Linked DNA regions of Sus scrofa: all the other regions are linked to region 3. Evidence: chromatin contacts called from public Hi-C and promoter capture Hi-C data. All regions are on one chromosome and are shown on one strand. Each heading gives the region's core, a stretch centred on a gene start, on an enhancer-like site or on the middle of the called end of the contact. The rest is flanking DNA. Distances are from core to core; before and after follow the strand shown. Region 1 holds the start of TTC9 (tetratricopeptide repeat protein 9A). Region 2 holds the start of MED6 (mediator of RNA polymerase II transcription subunit 6). Region 3 holds the start of MAP3K9 (mitogen-activated protein kinase kinase kinase 9).

Region 1 (2,700 bases), core at 131-2,630, 160 kb after region 3:
GGGTGCGGGTGGCCCACCCTGGGTGCTGCTTCCCGCATTTGGACCCAGGTCCACTGCTGAGCAGTAGTAGCGGCAGTCGCCGCCAGGCCGGCTGAATCCCCATCTGTCTGTCCAGCTATTTATAGGTGAGATTTACGAGGATGCGAGGGAAGAATGCGGGATGACAACGAGTTCTGGAAGGTCTAATCCTAAAAGTCACACTTCTTCTAAAGCGCCCCCTCCCAGGTTCTCCTTCCCAGGGCAGAGCAGCACGGTCCCAGCTGGAGAGTGTGCGTCGCGGGCGCGCCGAGGCTACGGGCCGTGACCCCTGGGGCCGGGCGGGGGGCGGGGGGGGGAATGGGGATGGGTGCTGAGCGGGAGACCTAGAAGGCAGGGGGAGGAGGGGTCGGGGGCGCGACGCGACGCAGCTCACCTGCCAGGCTGTTGTAGCAGTCGATCTCGATGGCTTCCACCGTCTTGCTCTGCTCCTCTGAGAGGCGACCGGGGTTGGGGGCCCCGGCCGGGGAGGCCGAGCGCGAGTCCCGCTCCCGTTCCCCGGCAGCCGGCAGCAGCCCCTTCAGCTCCAGCAACGCCCTGTGGTATTTGCCGATGGCTTCGCGGAATTTCTTGTCCTTGTAGCACTGCGCCCCTTGGCTCTTGAACTCGTGCGCGCGCCTGATGAACTCGGCGGGCTCAGCCGCCGCCCCAGCCTGGCCCCGCGCCGGGGTCCCTCCGCTGCCGCCCGGGACGCACAGAGGCGGCTGTGGCCGCTGCGCCTCACCGGCCGCGGGCGGGCTAGGGTTTCCTTTGGCCCCGGCCGCCGAGCCCTTCCTCTCCATTCGGCCGCCTCCCGGCTCCCCGCGCGCGCCGCGATCCGCCCGTCGCCGCCGCTGCCGCCGCCGCGCCCTCCCGGGTTTAAAAGCGGCGGGCACCGGCCTTGCGCCTGGCAAGCTCGGCCACTGCCGTGACACCCCGCGGCGGTCTGTCGCCCCGCACTCCCATTCTCTTCGCTGTCTGCGGGAGGCTGCTCTCTCCTCCTCCTCCTCGGATTGCCTTCCCCTCCTTCCCTCCTTTCTTCCCTCCCTCCCCCACTCCCGCGCCGCCCGCCCGCCCTCCTCCTCGCCCTCCTCCCCTCCCGCAACCTGCGGAGGTGGCGACCTGGCCCTCGCGCGCTTCAGGGCTAGCGGTATGGGGGACCGGGGGCCCGATGGGGTTGGCGGTGATTGTTGCTGACCCGGAAGAAGCTTGGCTCCTTTGAAGGAGGGGAGGATTAATGACAAAGACCGGCCCGTTCTTTCCCATTCAACCCGGCCTTGGGAGAAGCGGCTAGTCTGAAAGACACGCATGGGGGAAGGGTGTGTGTGTGTGTGTATGTATGCGTGTGTAGGGAAGGGTGTGTGTGTGTGTGTAGGGAATGGGGACGCCCGCGTCGAAGGCTTGCAGACTCACCCTCAATAGATTTCTTATAAACTAAAAAGAAAGGTGCAAGAGGGAAGCCAGGGGTGTGGGCAAAAGCCACAGCTTCTGGTTCTTTGCAGTAAGGCGTTGATATTTTTAAGGTGGCAGGGCCTCTTTTTGTGTGTGTGGATGCAGGTGGTGGCTGAGGTGGGTCTCCGTGGGGGGCTGCACCGGCACCCAGAACACAATGTGCACTTCAGAGTGGGGCGTTGTATTCTAGGAGCCGCTGTATGCTGGCGCCTGGACGTGCGGGCAGTTGTGCAGAATGAATCACAGACATCAGAGATGGAAAACACCTGTTACTGTTGGTCATCAGGGCGGGCGTGCGTTCTAGTTTCTAGTTTCTGTTTACAGGCCAGTTCTTCCCCGCCTTGGGAGGTTCCATCCCTTACTTCATTCATTCTTTCGGTGAGCCCTGAGCGGCTGGCTGTCTGCTGGGGATTTCCTGAGGTCAAGGAGGGGACAAAGACAGGCAAGGAAGGGACTGCCTTGCTCTCACTTAACTAACTCCCAGTCTACTGGGGATATACACCACTCATCGGTAGAGTCACCCTGCCAGGTAGAGATTGGCAAATGTTATCGGGGAGGAATGGAAAGTGCAGTGCAGTCTGGAGGAAAGGAGGCTTTGAGCAGGAAATGGCATTTGAGGGCCTTGAAAGATGGGTAAGATCTGGACATGAGGAAATAGATGGAAATGACATCTCAACCAGAGTGAGGAAACAGCTGAGGTCATGATGTTCAGAATCTTGGATGTGTTTGGGGCATAATGGTTTGATTTTTGTGGCCTAAAGAGAAGTAACTGGAAATGATTGGGTTACATTATGGAGGCATTTGGATGAAGGGCTTGCATTTGATTTTGTAAACAATGGAGAAGGCTGGCCTGTTTTTTAGTGCCCCCACCTTTTTTCTTTCTTTCTTTTTTCTTTTTTTTTTTTTTTTGTCTTTCCTAGGGACACACCTGCAGCATATGGAGGTTCCCAGACTAGGGGTTGAATCAGAGCTGTAGCCACAGGCCACAGCCACAGCCACAACCACAGCAACGCCAGATCTGAGCCTTGACTGTGACCTACACCACAGCTCACGGAAACGCCAGCTCCTTAACCCACTGAGCGAGGCCAGGGATTGAACCCACAACCTCATGGTTCCTAGTCGGATTCGTTAACCACTGCGCCAAATTCCAAGTGCCCCCACCTTTATGAGGCTGAGATAAATATATATATATATATATATATATATGTATTGTAAAGCAGTGGTTTTCAAAGC
Region 2 (2,700 bases), core at 140-2,639, 200 kb after region 3:
TAGCTTACCAGACTTAACCATGTTTTACTACCTACAGATGTCTTCTGCAGCTCTTCTTTCTAATCTTCTCACCTAATAAGAACACAAGAAAACAAAACAAAACGTTTGATGTTTCACACATCAGTTTATTGGATATAATGTTCTCCCATTTTGGGATGCCTTCTCCACTAGCAACCCCCCCCCCCCCAAAATCAGGCCCTCAAGAAAATTGCCTCCTGAAAAAAAAAAAAAAAAACCCGTCTTTTTGAAAACTCTGCTCTGTGCATGTGCATACTTTTATTGGGGCACACTGTATATATACCATCTCAAATATAAAATCCCAGCTCAGGGAGTTCCCATCATGGTTTATCAGAAACAAATCTGATAAAATAAACAAATCTCCAAATCCATGAGGACACAGGTTCGATCCCTGGCCTCCCCTTGGTGGGTTAAGGATCTGGATTAAGGATTGCTGTGAACTGTGATGTAGATCGAAGAAGAGGCTGGGATCCCATGTTGCTGTGGCTGTGGTGTAGACCGCGGCTGCAACTCCAATTAGACCCCCACCTTCCTGGTAACCTCCATATGACGCATATGCAGCCCTAAAGACTGAATAAATAAATAAATAAATAAAACCCCAGTTCAAATATGGAAGTGTAACAAATATAACCGCACATGCGGCATATGGAGGTTCCCAGACTAAGGGTCTAATCTGAGCTACAGCTGCAGGACCGCCAAATCCAAGCCTTTGTCTGAGACCTACACCACAGTTCAGGGGAAACGCCAGATCATTAATCCACTGAGCGAGGCCAGGGATTGAATCCGCAATCTCATGGTTCCTAGTCGGATTGGTTTCTGCTGCGACGCCCCAGGAACTCCACAAAGCAATATTTTTATGCCGTTTAGATTTAAAAATTTTGAATTTCCAGTCTATGAGGTGGAAAATTCCCTGTTCTTTGCCCCCTCCCCCTTACCCCTGTGTTGTAGTTAAATTTGGGGGGAACCTTCTCAGTACCTAAGTTTTGGAGACGGTATCATTCCTGTACACAGGGCTTCTTCAGATTTGGGGTTTCTCCCCTTGGCATCTGCGTCTTACTGGTGGTTATCCTCCTCAGTTTGCCTTTACGGGAATACACTGGAGCTTGAGAATCTTTCTAAGGCTTCCATTGGCTTCTCCATTCCACAGAATTATTCCCTCTGGTACTTGCTATCTAGCCCAGATTACCAGGGACGCAGACACTAGGTCTTTACTCAGGGACCCAAGGGTATTCCTTTTCTTTTCAGCATGTTAATATTTTGCTTCCGAAGCAAAGGCTTCCACCTCTTCTCCAGTCTCTCCCCTTTGCCCGCTCTCTCTTCCTAGCCTCGCAGTCTCCGCCCCCTTTTCGGTTCAACTTTCCTCCGCTCTGCGTCCCGCCTCTTCCGTCTCGGAGTTGCTACGTTTCCTCTGCGCCGGAAGAAGAACCCGAAAACGCTTTTAGAATTATGGCGGCGGTGGATATCCGAGGTACCCTGTGCTGTCACCCTTTATTTCCTGTTTGGGGTCTGGTTTAGGGATTTACAGCGTGCGGGGGCAAGGTTCTGGTTCGTTTGGGTGCTCTTCTGAGTGTTTTGTGTGAACGACCCAAAGCTCTGGTCTGGAGAAAACTTGCCTCGTTTTTCGCAGTTCTTCAGGGGTCTCTTGAAACGAAGCGGTTGGGAGAAGCTCTGGGTTTTGAATCCTGATAAATCTTTGCAAAAACTTTAGGGCCCCTCTGTGAGGGTGAAGGAGCGGCCTTTGCACAGAGAAGGGGTTGGGGCAGTGAGCCGACAAGGTTTGATTCCTCCTTGGGGCTTGTCTTGGGGATACCTTATTCCTGATGTCGCGTCCCGCACGTCCGTCATCTCTGTGAGTGAATACCGACGATTTTCCTCTCTAACTTTTGTTTTTGAGTGTATAGTCCCTTCCATCGAAAACCCAACAATTACTGCGGGCAGAGGTCGTTTCTTTTTCACAGCTGAACTGTAGAGGTACTGAAATATTTGTTGAATATTCAATGAATAAGTATATGGAGACGCATTCCTGTAATTGCTCTCTCAGGTCGCGCCGCATTAAACCGTACGTTCTCTTAGCACATGAACATACAAACTTTTCAGTGAAACTCTGGGATTCCGGAATGAACCCGCGGGCGATTTAAAAATAACTGTAGCATGTCGCAACATTGTAAATCAACTATATAATTCACTAAAACTTACAAAACAAATAATTGAAGCACAAGAACTTAGTTTCAAACAGACCAGGTTCCAGCAGGTTGGGAGGAGGTGTCATGGAAATTCCCAGGAAAAACTCATGAGAGTGAGAGTGCACTTGTCAGTATATCTTACTGTTGTGGTGGTGGCGCTCACAAAACTTCTGCACTTGTATGAGACTTTTAACATTTGTTTCCATTTGAAACTTTGTAGTACTTAAAAGAAGTATGAATTTTTGTACCTAGACGCAAGCGAAAAGCCAGGCTTAAATTTACTCCTCTTACCCCCAGCAGATTAAAGAAAAACGGCTTTGGTTAAAAGATTTTTAACTGATGTTTTCCTGGTCATTTCAACATAGGGTTGTGGTTTTATTTTTTATTTATTTTTTGTATTTTCTAGGGCCGCACACACGGCATATGAAGGTTCCCAGGCCAGGGGTCGAATCGCAGCTGTAGCCTCGGCCTTCCCCAGAGCCACAGCAACGCGGGATCT
Region 3 (2,700 bases), core at 179-2,678:
TTCTTAATGTTTGAGAAGTGGAAGCTAACAAAAGGATGTAGGAAAAGGGCAGCTTTGCTCATAAACTGCAGTATTGTTTTGTATGTATATTCAGCTTTGGTTTTTAATTTGATTTCCATAGAGGTCACCATGATCCAAGGTGAAATTCCCCCAGATGAAAGAAATCCAAGATTTGCAGAAAAATTTAATCTCTTCAGAGAGACAAAGTCCACTTCACCGACAGCTTACCCAGACTGTTTGAGCCCCAGGAAAGTGGTCTTTGGTCTGAATTCTAAAAAATTGACGGTATTGGAATTTCTTCTAACAGGAACCCTGGAAAGGGGGAGTTTTATGCAGTTTCATAAAGGCGAGAACTATAGAGTTTTAAGAGTTCTTTTAAAGAACACAGCAGTGGGTCTGAAGGCCTTAATAGACAGGGGTGGAAGTTAATCCACCTGATAGGATGCACAGACCCAAGAGAAGGAAGAATCCAATTGTAAAGGGGAGCTGGAGAAGAAAGAGCTCTCCCAGGGCGCAACCTAGCTCAATTCCCCTCTGCTAACTCTCAGTAGCTCACTTTAGGATTTAGAACACAGGTGCTAGCCCTCCGCGTCAGACAAAGGGAGCGGTCTCCTACAGCCTCTTAGGGATGAATGAGGGTTCAGCTTACCTTTTAGGGTCCACCCATCCTTCCTCAGGCGCCCAATGAAGCCGCAGTCTCTTCCTGACGGGCGGTGTCGAACTCTCTCCGGAAACGGACAGGTACCTTGGACCAATGGTTGGAGCTGAGGCGGGCCAATGGGAGCGAGAAATGGGTCAACCTGGGGTTTGAGAATGAGAGAGCCCGCACAGGGGCGGGGGCGGGGGGCGGGCGACGTAGGCGCAGTGGGTGGAGCGGGGCGAGCGGGGCGACTGGCGGGACAGCCTCAACCGCGGCGGGAGGAACCTGCGGACGGGTTGGCGGCGGCCAATGGGAAGGCGGGTTGGCGCAGGGGCGGGCCTGGGCTCCGGGAAGCCCCGCCTCTTCGGGTCCGCAGGGCTGGGGCGGAGCCAGGTCCGCGTCAGGTGGTCCTGGGCGTGCGGGCGGAGCTGGGGGCGGCGCGCGGCGCGGAGCTGGGAGAGGCGGCCGGCTGGAGGCGGCGGGCACCGGCTGCTTGAGCAGGTACCCGTGGTGGAGGTGGTGAGGCCGCCCCAGCGGTCGAACGCGAAGGCGGGGGCTCCGGCCCGCCGCGCCCCCATGCTGCGCTGAGCACTCGCACTCCGCTCACTTGTCGCGGCGCCGCGCCAGCCACAGCGAGCCGGCTCTCCCCGCCCTGCCAGCCCCGGCCCTACCTGCGGCCGCCGTCGGGGGAGGGGGGTTCCCCCAGCTCTGCGGAGCCGCATGAACAATAGGCAGCGGCGGCTCCTGCGGGCGGCGGCAGCCCCGCACCCTATGGATCGGCCGCTCCATGGAGCCCTCCAGAGCGCTTCTCGGCTCCCTGGCGAGCGCCGCCGCTGCCGCCCAGCCGGGGGAGGATGGAGCGGGGGCCGGGGCCGAGGAGGAAGAGGAAGAGGAGGAGGAGGCGGCAGCGGCCCCCGGGGATCTGGGCTCCGACACGCCGATGCCCTACTGGACGGCGGTGTTCGAGTACGAGGCGGCGGGCGAGGACGAGCTGACCCTGCGGCTGGGCGACGTGGTGGAGGTGTTGTCCAAGGACTCGCAGGTGTCCGGCGATGAGGGCTGGTGGACCGGGCAGCTGAACCAGCGTGTGGGCATCTTCCCCAGCAACTACGTGACCCCGCGCAGCGCTTTTTCCAGCCGTTGCCAGCCTGGCGGCGAGGACCCCAGTTGCTACTCGCCCATTCAGTGTAAGGAGAAGGCGGGGCGCGGGAGCCTGGCGGGGGCTGTGGGGGGGGGGGGATGATGGAGCTTGGGGTGGTCGAGGAGGGAGAGGAGCCCTCCTTGAAGGTTAGGTTAAGGTGGTCAGTGATTGACCTGATGTGTGCAAGCGTCCTCGGGCTGCAGGGGCTTTGGCCGGTGCAATTGGTTAGACAGACTTGCCGCAGGCCGCGCCTGGAACCTCAGGCTCTTGGGCTTCTTCACCTTCGCCTGACCACCTCAGCAGCAGCTCCTGATTGTACATCCTGAAGCCCTAGCAAGAGAATCTCCCTCGCACTCCCCACCCCGCAAATCTGGAAGGATTTTAGGCCGGCTGGTGGTTTCTATTATAACCTTAGTCCCCCAGTCTGGGACCTTCCCGACCTTTTCTAGCGCCTTCCCCGCCCCTTATAGGTATTTGCTTTGAAGGAGACGGGGCGGGGGGGGGGGTGTTTCCCGCGGGGCTGGACTGGCGCACCGGTCCCGGAAGTCTGTGTGAACTTACGGCTGAAGTATCTTTCTTGGGTTGCTTTCTTGGATCCTAATCTTGTATCTTAAAAGTTGTACCTTTAGGAGTCTCAGTGAAGAATGTGCTAAGAAGGGTGTGTATTTGTGTGGGGGGGGGGCAGAAATGATTAGGGAGGGAAAAGTATGCCATTCCCCCCACGAGAGATCAGGAGCCCAGGCACAATGGCTAAATCCCAGTCCCTTGACACCTATACAGTGTATTTTCTCCTTTATTCTCACCCTAGATCCTTGCCTATATTTGGTCTTTGCCAAATCTCAGGGGGCCCATGCGCAGGGGTCCCTCCCAGGTCTTCCAGTGTCCTGGTTTTCACCAATTTCCCAGGAGCCCCCTGCTC

Evidence for each region. Promoter capture Hi-C pulls out the DNA fragments that hold promoters and counts their contacts. A called contact is a pair of places that touch in the nucleus more often than the background predicts.
Region 1: a Hi-C map of skeletal muscle shows a contact between it and region 3, with 4 times the contacts expected there. The contact joins the promoter of TTC9 here to the promoter of MAP3K9 in region 3. A contact is called at or near these places in 2 of 5 promoter capture datasets (fetal skeletal muscle and liver), 32 of 47 Hi-C or Micro-C datasets (adipocytes, adipose tissue, alveolar macrophages and 18 more) and 2 of 2 datasets of contacts at active chromatin or transcription factors (alveolar macrophages and skeletal muscle).
Region 2: a promoter capture Hi-C map of liver shows a contact between it and region 3, with 4 times the contacts expected there. The contact joins the promoter of MED6 here to the promoter of MAP3K9 in region 3. A contact is called at or near these places in 2 of 5 promoter capture datasets (fetal skeletal muscle and liver) and 1 of 47 Hi-C or Micro-C datasets (blood).

The regions. Positions count from the first base shown.
Region 1 is chr7:94,217,116-94,219,815 of Sscrofa11.1, reverse strand. It overlaps TTC9 (tetratricopeptide repeat protein 9A), which reads right to left and starts at 1,380. Exons shown (of 3, transcript XM_005656367.3): 1 at 413-1,380. The coding sequence starts at 1,325.
Region 2 is chr7:94,183,295-94,185,994 of Sscrofa11.1, reverse strand. MED6 (mediator of RNA polymerase II transcription subunit 6) reads left to right here and starts at 1,389. Exons shown (of 8, transcript XM_001928042.4): 1 at 1,389-1,486. The coding sequence starts at 1,465.
Region 3 is chr7:94,378,788-94,381,487 of Sscrofa11.1, reverse strand. It overlaps MAP3K9 (mitogen-activated protein kinase kinase kinase 9), which reads left to right and starts at 1,428. Exons shown (of 12, transcript XM_021099417.1): 1 at 1,428-1,827. The coding sequence starts at 1,428.